2 separate regions of the Arabidopsis thaliana genome follow, and region 2 is linked to region 1. A link is a contact called in public capture Hi-C data. All regions are on one chromosome and are shown on one strand. Each heading gives the region's core, a stretch centred on a gene start, on an enhancer-like site or on the middle of the called end of the contact. The rest is flanking DNA. Distances are from core to core; before and after follow the strand shown. Region 1 holds the start of AT2G34585. Region 2 holds the start of ABCC2 (multidrug resistance-associated protein 2).

Region 1 (5,331 bases), core at 701-3,200:
CTTTCAGGTTCGATTTCAAATTTGTGGAATGATCTGTTTCGGCGATTAAATTGCTTGATTTGGTAAGATCTTAGGAGTTTTTATGGGGTTTTTGATGTAGTGAGGAGCAAGAGATACATTGTTGCCGGATCTGATAGTAAAAGCTTTGGTTCTAGCCTCGTAGCTCGTCGCTCTGAGCCGTTGATACCAAATGCTGTTACGGTATTTGTTTAATCTTAGTTTTTGATATCGTATTAAGAATTTACAATGGATCTTTGATGGGGCTTTCGATTTCTGTAGACGAAGGCGGACACTGCTGCGAGCTCTACTTCATCAAAGCCTGGGTATGTTCTGCATCCTTTGTTACTTAACTTCTTATGCTAATGGTTTCATGCATCGATTTTACTAATTTTGAACTCTTGATCATTATCATGGCTGTTAATTGGAAGAAAAAGTTCTCTCTAGTTTGGTAGTTAATTGTGATTGGCATTGCTCATCTATAGTGCATTAGATCTATGATACTGCTTCTGCTTGATTGAATCTTGTGTTTTATTAGTAGTAGTTCATGTGAGGTTACGTATAATTTGTATCTACATCCTCAAAGCCTACAAATTCAAGCGTATGCATTTTCACTTATGCATCCATTGTTCCAAGTAGCACATTTCTTGCTCTTATCTCTGTATGTTCTGTGAGATATAAAACCTACTTCCATGTAAGGTTTATGCCTTTTGCCACAGCATAAGCATAACTAAATTTAACTTGTGCAGACATGAGCTATTACTTTTCGAGGCTCTTCAAGAAGGTCTAGAAGAAGAGATGGACAGAGATCCACATGTATGTGTCATGGGTGAAGATGTAGGCCATTACGGAGGCTCATACAAAGTAACTAAAGGCCTAGCTGATAAGTTTGGCGATCTCAGGGTTCTGGACACTCCAATCTGTGAAAACGCCTTCACCGGTATGGGCATTGGAGCCGCCATGACAGGACTAAGACCCGTCATCGAAGGTATGAACATGGGGTTTCTACTCTTAGCCTTCAACCAAATCTCCAACAACTGTGGTATGCTTCACTATACATCCGGTGGTCAATTCACTATCCCGGTTGTTATCCGTGGGCCTGGAGGTGTGGGCCGGCAGCTCGGAGCCGAGCATTCCCAGCGTCTCGAGTCTTACTTCCAGTCAATCCCTGGGATCCAGATGGTGGCTTGCTCAACACCTTACAACGCTAAAGGATTGATGAAAGCGGCGATAAGAAGTGAGAATCCTGTGATTCTGTTTGAACACGTTCTGCTCTATAACCTCAAGGAGAGTATTCCGGATGAAGAATACATATGTAATCTGGAAGAAGCAGAAATGGTCAGACCCGGTGAACACATCACGATACTGACGTATTCAAGGATGAGGTACTAAATCACAACCAAAAGCTCTTCTTCATTGAAATTGAAACAACACAGAACTAATAGAGTACTTGTATCAGGTACCATGTAATGCAGGCTGCAAAGACGCTGGTGAACAAAGGGTATGATCCAGAGGTTATCGACATAAGGTCGTTGAAGCCGTTTGATCTCTACACAATTGGAAACTCGGTGAAGAAGACACACCGGGTTTTGATTGTGGAGGAATGTATGAGAACGGGAGGAATCGGAGCCAGTTTGACGGCTGCAATAAACGAGAACTTTCATGATTACTTAGATGCTCCGGTGATGTGTTTGTCTTCTCAGGATGTCCCAACTCCTTACGCCGGTACATTGGAAGAATGGACGGTTGTTCAGCCAGCTCAGATCGTCACTGCCGTCGAACAACTTTGCCAGTAATTGCTTTTTTTACGGTGATTGTGTTTTACCCTTTTTTACTTTTTGTTACTGTTTGTCTTCGATGGAAAATGCTTGTGAAATGAAAACTCTGAATTTTACTCTTATGATATGAACATTTATATTTTCTATAGATAATAACTTCCATATTCACATACACTACTTTTTTTCTTCAGAAAATGATCGTATTACAACATTGTACAAAACCAAAAACCTTCTGGAACATTATTAGTTGATAATAACAAATCGTAATAGCGGTTTCACCACTTACTCATTTTACATCAGAAGAACATAAATCAATAAAAATACTAATCATTAGGTAACAAAATTGTCATAATTCGTGCCGACGAAAAAAGAATATACTCAAAAGAACAGTGGGGCATAATTGACATTTTCTCAATCTCCTCCATAATTGTGGTGAAGAGTCAAGCAAATGCGTGAATACAGAGTCGGAGGCATCTGAGAAAGAGAGAAAGAGAGATCTCAATGGCGGCGATAACAAGCGCGGTGATAGCAATAGCCGGAATAATCTTGGGATGGATAACGATAGAGTTAGCTTGTAAGCCTTGCCTGGAGTCGGGCCGTGAAGCCATCGACAGATCTCTCAATCCCGATTACGATCCTGATGACCAAGACGTCGACTCATCTTCCGATGTTCGTGCTCCTCTCATCCCTAATCATCCTCCCGATAATTCCGATCCTGATCCCACCACCGCGATCAAGTCCGTCTGATCGATCTTGAGTTTTGTTTGTTGATTTGCTATCCTTTTGTAAAAGTTTGCCAATTTCAGTTGATTTGTGGTTGATTTGTGGTCGTTTTATTGAAAGCTTGTGTTTTTGTTCTTATTGCAAAGTTATAATTAAGAAACAAGACGAGATTTAGCCATATGAGTAAGGTTCTTGTTTTTGGGGACGAATTGTGTATCTCTTCTTTGATCAGCACGAAATAGCTTCCTTCTTGTTTACACATCAACCATGCCTTCAAATTTTGCTTATCTATGACTCAAACATACATAATCTACTCCGTATCAAATTTAGGTATTTGAAGTTTTAAGTTTCAGATGGTTATTTGTTGTAGTAGTAGCCAAGTAACTTTGGACGCTGAGTTTTTGTTTAATCGACAAAGAACTCAAAAACTACAAATCAGTTCAGTGACGAAGAACTTGGAAACTGTAAAATCGACTTAATGGGCTTAGTAGTATTTGACTCTAAATGTTATGGGCCTTAAATAACGGTGCCTATAATAGTTGAGTTGACTCTGCTTATTCAGTTATTCCAATCTCCCAGAGTTGAAAATTCAAATTCTCTCTCTCTAGCTATGGCGCTTTCTTCAGCTTTCAAGGAGAGGCTCGATCAAATGGAGTTCACCAGAAACCAACGACTCAATCTTCTCCAGGTATCGATCAATTTAGAATCCTAGCTTCTCTTCGTTCCACTGCATCATCGAGTTTCAATGTCGCTAGTATGTAAATGTGAGAATCGCTATATCCATGTGCTAATCGAGATCTCTGGTTTGATGAACTATTGCTCTAATTCAATTCGAAATCAAGAGAATTATCTAAAAACAGATCATTATCATATTCTGCATCAATTTATCGATCATCACTATAACAGTATTTTTCAATTTGAAATTTCTGAATCCAAATTGTTGATCGTTTTCTGGTTCTGTTTGATTATAATGTTTGAGTAGGCGGAGAAAGAACTACAAGTGAACAAAGCACAGATTTTAGCATCGAAGCACGCAACTATACAATCCATTGAACGCAGATGTTTGATGCTAGAACAGAAAATAGCAGCACAAAACCTGAAGATCACAATTCTCAGATCTAACATCGATGATCTCGACTCCAAATACCACAGCTATATACAACAATTGAGGTTAAATCATTCTTGACTCTTGGTTTGATGATGGTTGTGATGTCATAATAATGTTTTTGATTGGTTTCTGTTGAATGGTATTGGAGAATAGGACACTGAAGATTGAGGTTGAGGAGCTGAAAGAGTTAGATGAAGAGAGGGAGAAGTATTACAAGGTGAAATGTTCAGAGATGAATGAGTTTATGCAAAATGTTGAGAGGTTTAGATCAGAGAACCGGTTACAAATCGAGAACCTGCGAAACCGAATCAAGGAGGTAAAATCACAGTCAAGTGTGTGGTTTTGGATTAAGTAGTGATTTGTAGCATTGTATGCTTTAGTTATGTATTATCAATCTTTGTGTTTCTCAGCTTAACTCAACGTTCGAGGAAAGTCATCAGAAGAACATTTATCTACAGAACATAAATTAAGGTATGATTCTGAATTCCTAATCATCATTTGAAGAGAGATGTAAAAGTATATTGAGCACGGTTGTGGCCTGTGGGAATTACATAGGGAAGGCTTTTATGAGATTACTAAATGATATTATCTTTATAAAAAAAGAGATTAAAATGGATACAGTATTCAAGACATTTTACATCACTAGCCAATTGCAGCCTTTAGATATATTATGAAAAAGAAATTAACTAAAATAATAGATAAATTACAGAAAGAAACAATGTAATAATCATTGTGAGTTGTGACAATAAATATTTGTAATAAAAAAGGATCTCACAAAAAAAAAATTGTTAAAAAAGGAAACACATATGTAAGCAAGATGCCCTATATATTACGGTTTTGGAATAAAATGTTAAAAATAGTTTAATAGATTTGATTCACTAAATACACATGTACATATTTGATGGCATGATGATCAAGAAAGTACCGTAAAATGTTAAACTTCCAATGTTCCTTAGTGAAAAAGGTAAATATGTATTTTTCACAAATGTTAAACTTGTCATTTGTGTGTTTGACAGGACGTGTATATAAGCATAATCTATACCGGAGAAGAAGAAGTCACGAAACAAAGTTAAAAAGAAGAAATTTTTTGGTGTAGTGAATTCGAAGAGCAATATGATGAATATTGGTTACATTTTAACCATCGTGTTTGTTGGTCTCATCCTCATCTCGGCTTTTGTGGCGTGTTTCTATTGCGCCAAACGATTACTCAAATGTTGTGGCGGAGAGGAAGATTCGCCTGCTACTGCTACTGCGTCTACGTCTACCTCTACGTCTTCTGCGTCTGCGTGATCAACTTTTAGTTATTTGTTTTGGTTTGTTTCTTTTTCTTTCAATGATTTTAGATTAGTAACCTAAAGGCATAGCAGATCGATAATGAGACTCGGCAAAATTTTTATCTTTATACCGCTGCTTAATAATTAAGTTTTCACTTATTTAATGATATTGTACCTCTATTCTTGATCTTTCAATGATTTTGTTAAACATTAAAAATTTGCAATGTTATTGTTACATGTTACTTCTATATATATAGAACCAAAACGAAAGCAATACAATACTATGCAAATACATAGTAGAGATAGCAAAATCAACAAATAAAAACATGTAAGAAGAGACATGAGCTCATGAAAAGAATTCAAGACAGATGTACCAAGCCTGCCTAGAGTTCAAGACATGTCATGATGACATGACAACAAATTTGTTAGCTTCTTCTTTAGATCTAGCGCA
Region 2 (5,498 bases), core at 1,501-4,000, 34 kb before region 1:
TATCCAACATGACGCAGAACCTGTGATCATATGAATAAAAGAGAGGAAAGACTCTGGAAGCACGAATAAAAGAGAAAGAGGTAGACGAAAATACCTTCCAAAATCCTCCCCACCAAAACCTACAAAATTCAAAAAATTAGATCCCCATACGACATGTAGTTAACAAACGAAATAATGCTTAAGCAATATGAACCAAGAAAAAAAAACATATTTAACCAATCTACAGTAAAAGTTGTATCCCCTATGTCTTAAATTTATAAGAGTACGAAAGCAAGCATGATTGCCTATGATAAGATGGAAATGTGTTAAGCTGCTATAGCAAACAACTAACATTAAATAAGTAGAAATATTCTGATCTTGCTTCCTACACATTCTAAAAACCTGATGGTTCTTTCAAGAGATCACTTAAACATCTGCACATCACAGTGAAATCCAGCACTATCTAATCATACTCAAAACTCAAAAGAGATGAGAACACAGCACGATAAGGTGAGAAAATCTATCTACCTTCCTCCCAGGCTATTGTTCAATGCTCTCAACAGCCACGGTTGCGGCTTTTGTAGTTCCTTATCCCAGGAATGCTGGAAACTAAAAAGGATACAGAAAATATCAAATAGCCAATTCAGTAATATACATTTTAAGAGATATAATTATTGTTAGAAGTACCTCGTGAACAGAGTTTCAGTCTGATCCCAAGTGTCTAGATACCACACATCCTTCTCTGTTAGAGGCCTTTTAGATCCCAAAGTCATCAAGGGATTCATCCATGAGAAGAAGATTTCTGTGACCAAACAAGGAAATTGGAAGAAGGAAATCAGGTGAAATTTCAAAACCTAAATCCCCATGATCAATCTGAACAAAAGTCAGAGACGATGTTTGCAAATTATGATTACTAATTATAAGTTTCAGCCAGGCGACCAAATGAAAATCATGTAGAGTGACTTACTGTCAAATATATTTGCATGCTTCTCAGGGCATATTTGTTGTCCATCAGAAATCTCTTCATACTCATAATCATCCACAGTTTCACTCCGCACTGGCATGTAGCCAGGGTAAGTATCCAAATTGGGAAGATGCATAAACAAGAGAATTCCAAACAGAACCTGAAGTAAAACCAAAATTCACCCTCTTAAGATGTTAGAAAACAAACTGTATCGGATTCTGATTTATAATCATAGCACATGCTAGGATTCTGGACTCTCTAAAGGAGTCCAAGTGAGCTAACCTGAGCTCCCACTTCGCTTGTGTAGAGATACAGAACATAACTGCAATGAAAACAAAACATGAATTCACCCTGTAGAAGAAGAACAATGACTTCAATAAACCAAAGTAACTCCAAAATTGTACCAACCTGCTATAGTACTCCTTGACTGAGAGAACAAGATTTAACAAGACCATATCCCCCACAAGAGCATATATGACAGCAAACCTGACATACCAACGGAGTTCACGGATGTAAATTTTAGTTTCCATTAAAATCATGACCATTACAGCGCCCCAAGCAAAAGCTTTGACACCCAATCCGAATGCCTGCCAAAGAAATCACACAAACAATAGCATGTTTCAGGTAAAACATACACAACAAACTAAAAGATAAAGAATAAGGAACAGAAAATAAAGCACCTCAAAAGGAGGAAGTCCAGGTCCATCAAAATCTAAAACTGAAATCCCCATGATCAATCTAAACAAAGGCTCAGCAGTAGCATACGCAGCCAACAAAGCCAGGAAATAGTTATACAATCTTGACCTCAAACAGAACCTCTCCACCTTGTGATCCTTTAAGGCGAGCCATATACGATACAGGCACAGAACCAACAGAACCAGTTGAGAGATACCAAGCACAAAAGAGTCAGTAGCACAAGGCGTGTATGCACCAAATGCATTAGCCACTTGTTTTGTCCAAACACCATTAGGCACCGGCTTACAATACCATTCAATAAACTCAAACCCCATCGTTATCCTTTCCTTTCCCTCAAACACAGTGCATCACAAGCTACCACACCAATTCCCTACCCTGCAAAGAAAATCAACAACTTTGAAATGAGCTTCTAATTCCAAAAAACCATAGCAACAAAAATAATAAATTTTCATAACTTTAAAAAGTCATAAATCAATCATTATGTGCTCAAGTGACAAGAAATGGACCCAGAGTGCGAAAGATAATAAATACATTCGCGCGTAAAAAGGGGCAAAATTGCATTTAATCATATATAAAAGATAGAACAGTGACAAGCAATCACAACGAGAACATAGAAGAATCATCAAGAGTCAAGACTACAAGATTGAGAGAGCTCAAGTGTTTTCCATACGAAAAAAAAAAAACTTTGAAACGAATCCATAATTTTATTATCACGAAAAGACTCTGCATTTAAGATGGTATCGAGTCAAATAACACAAATTTGAAATCCATGAAACAAAACTATCAATCCCACTTTACAGGAAAAAGCTACAATGGAGAAAAGGGAGAATAACAAAACAGAGAAAACAGAGAAAAAGGGAGAAGCTTTACCTGGAGATTTTGGCAAAACACGAAAACTCAAAAGGGATCTTATGTACTCATATGAGAAAGAAAGTGGGTGGGTTCTCTCACTAATTTGCTCGAAGATTCCCCAAAAAGAGATTGAAGAATAATATTTGAGAGAAAGAGAGAGTGATACGTCACCCCTTACGATGCAAATATATGGACGAAAGAGAAGCTTTGTTTTTTGCCCCAAGAAAAGACATTAAAAACCATTTAATTATAAACGATCATATTTCTTTAAAACAATTCTATTTATATTTAGAATCAAATATGTTATTGACAGTATATGGTACATTTTTCCTATTATAACACTTTTCTATATCGAATAATATAAAAAAGCTATATAAATACAATTATAGTATTCTGTTCTAAAACCAAAAAATCTATTCATCTAGTAAGTGTTTCTATTATTTATAAAAAAAAGACATAAATGCTTACTTTTTAATACAAACAAATTGATACATACAGGTTTTTTGCATACAAAAATTGGCTTCATAATAGTGTAATTTTGATTTTTTTTTTTAAACCAAAAATAGTGAATGAATCTTGTTTCGGTGTTATTTGTTTGGCAAAAAAATTATGTTTTTGTAGATTCATTGTTGATAAATATTATCAATATTATTTTCAACTTTGAAAAAATCTAGGAAACTTCGATTTGTGTACTAAAAAAGACTAATATAAAATTAATTAATCTCCACTATAGTTCGTTAATTTTCCAAAACACCTAAAACTGATTAATGAATTCTAAAAAGGTTTGTTTCCAATCAAGCAATTATGCTGTTCACGTGCGTGCAATGAAAATTCAAAAATACACCAATTGTTTTTTTTTTATATCGTTTGTCTCTTGATAGTTGATACAGAAGAGGTTTAAAAGTTAGCTAGCGTATTTCGTGTGGTTGATGATGTTCGAAAAAAGACTGATCTATTTTGTCCATATAGATTTTTCCAAGTTCTAAGTTCTTACACGTTAATCTAGTAAGACTCTAGATGTACAAGAGTTTGATTTTGCATGCAGTTTAATTTATATTATTGATTTTTTTTTAACAATATAGCTATAAAAGCTATAAAAGCTCCAAATCTGTTCTCTCCTCTCGTCTGTCGTCATCTCCCCCGGGGGTTGGCAATCTCCGTTTGTGGGCATGTGGTGGGTGAGCATCCAGGGGTGTTTTAGTCTTTATCAAATAACAAAATTAAGCTAATTGTTAAACCAAAAAAAAATATTAAGCTATAAAAAAATAATTAACTTCAACTCAACATTTTTTAACTAAAAGAATGTACATAATGCATGGTAACATGCTAAAAAAAACATATCACAAATTAGATTAACTCCATCCCAAATTTACCACGAAAACCTTTAGTTTAGCTCACCTCTAGTCTTTTAGTTCTATTTCCAATTTTTGTTTGTTGTTTGCCTTCACCATCTCCACACCAATGTCATTGTCTTTTTAATTAAATTGGATCTGAACATTTCAAACATTAAACTTTAAAAACAAATCCAATCGGATTTTTGAATCCAGGATAATATATAGTGCCTCATTGCTAGTTGCAACTCAATTTCAATTTATATTCTATGGCACGGTAGGGGACATATTGACCATCAGAAGAATAAAGTAACTAGAGTGCCCTTTTCACATACAGCCACCGTTCCTCTATATGCTTTTCCATCCACATACAGATGTGAAGATATCTTGGGTTCGGAACCAACCACATCATTGTGAACTTCTCCACAACAAAAAGAAAATGAGATTTATCTATGCGAAAAGTTGACAAACTATTGACATATTCATGTCTAACTAGTACTTTTTCTTGATAGATACATTTTAATATCAAATGCTTTATATTTTTGTTTATTATTTCATTCTTTGTTTCCATTGACACTGTCTACCCTTGTTTTGACCATCTCAGAGCTGGTAAAAATAATCCAGCGGTTAATTTTAAAACTACGAGCTAATTGGTCTTGTTTTATATTTTTCTCTATTCAAATGCATTTGATTGTTAAACTTAAAGAGTCACAAACGGTGGCTTCATCTGACTGCATTCTTGACTGTTTGGCCGGCCCTAACGTAGTAGTCAACATATAATAGAACATTTTAAACTGAAAAATGGTATAACAACAGTTAAACCAAGTCAAGATTTAATTCACCGTATAAACCATTAACCATGGTAATCATGTCATGATTTGAATCATTTTGTAGACATTTAAGGCCGAGCACAAATGCACAACATAGAGAGATTACATAGCACCAATGTTGTTTAGACCGAGCACAACTCCGACGTCGGTCGATCGGTCGATGATGTGCCCGACCTCCGACGGTGCCACATGCTAAGGTGTCTGCGAGAGTGAACCCGTACGGCCGTTACGGATATTGAAGTCCCGATTCCCTCGTCTCGAGTCTTATTACAGCTGTCGTCTTTTATTGGCTGATAGCGCTAAACTGAATCTTCCCGCGAACAGGATCAGGTTCTTTGGTTACTTGTTGTGACATGTCAAGGGACAGAAGATAAGGCCCAATAATCCCTTTTGGGCCTTTTTCTTACTTTCAGAAGAAAAGCCTGCAAAGCTTTTGTGAAAGATGCTAACGGGAGACCTCTCCAAAAGTAGGTTAATTAACCTTAACCATATGTTTTGCTCTAGCATTAAGATAAAAGCTTAATTAAACACAATGTTTTCAACAAAAATATTTAATACTTAATGCCTTACACAAAGATGCTTACGTTTGTCTTCTGAATCAAATCTCCTTCAGATTATAGTTTACAATTACAAATATGATTTTATTACATCGTGTCCCAGATTGATTATGTTTTTGACTGCGTATATATATACTGCTGACATAATATATAGTTTAAGTTTTTTTTCTTTTTCTTAGTAATTTATATGAAACGTAACGAGTAAATGGCCCGGCAGAATCTATTGGTTTCATGTCAACAAACAATTTATAATGTGAATAAGAGATGTTAAATTATTGGAGGAGACATG

Evidence for each region. Capture Hi-C pulls out chosen DNA fragments and counts their contacts.
Region 2: a capture Hi-C map of seedling shows a contact between it and region 1, with 2.3 times the contacts expected there. The contact joins the promoter of ABCC2 here to the promoter of AT2G34585 in region 1. A contact is called at or near these places in 16 of 26 Hi-C or Micro-C datasets (callus, leaf, root and 3 more), 1 of 2 datasets of contacts at active chromatin or transcription factors (shoot) and 2 of 3 other capture datasets (seedling and shoot).

The regions. Positions count from the first base shown.
Region 1 is chr2:14,565,418-14,570,748 of TAIR10.1, reverse strand. It overlaps AT2G34585, which reads left to right and starts at 1,950. Exons shown (of 1, transcript NM_129012.2): 1 at 1,950-2,783. The coding sequence starts at 2,277. The coding sequence ends at 2,522. It overlaps AT2G34580 (cytomegalovirus UL139 protein), which reads left to right and starts at 3,076. Exons shown (of 5, transcript NM_129011.2): 1 at 3,076-3,186; 2 at 3,481-3,668; 3 at 3,760-3,922; 4 at 4,017-4,077; 5 at 4,623-5,089. The coding sequence starts at 3,109. The coding sequence ends at 4,076. It overlaps AT2G34590 (Transketolase family protein), which reads left to right. Exons shown (of 5, transcript NM_129013.3): 1 at 1-7; 2 at 101-201; 3 at 280-323; 4 at 747-1,382; 5 at 1,457-1,947. The coding sequence ends at 1,793.
Region 2 is chr2:14,599,722-14,605,219 of TAIR10.1, reverse strand. It overlaps ABCC2 (multidrug resistance-associated protein 2), which reads right to left and starts at 2,750. Exons shown (of 27, transcript NM_001202746.1): 1 at 2,510-2,750; 2 at 1,624-2,014; 3 at 1,352-1,530; 4 at 1,226-1,265; 5 at 947-1,103; 6 at 667-781; 7 at 508-588; 8 at 95-119. The coding sequence starts at 1,953.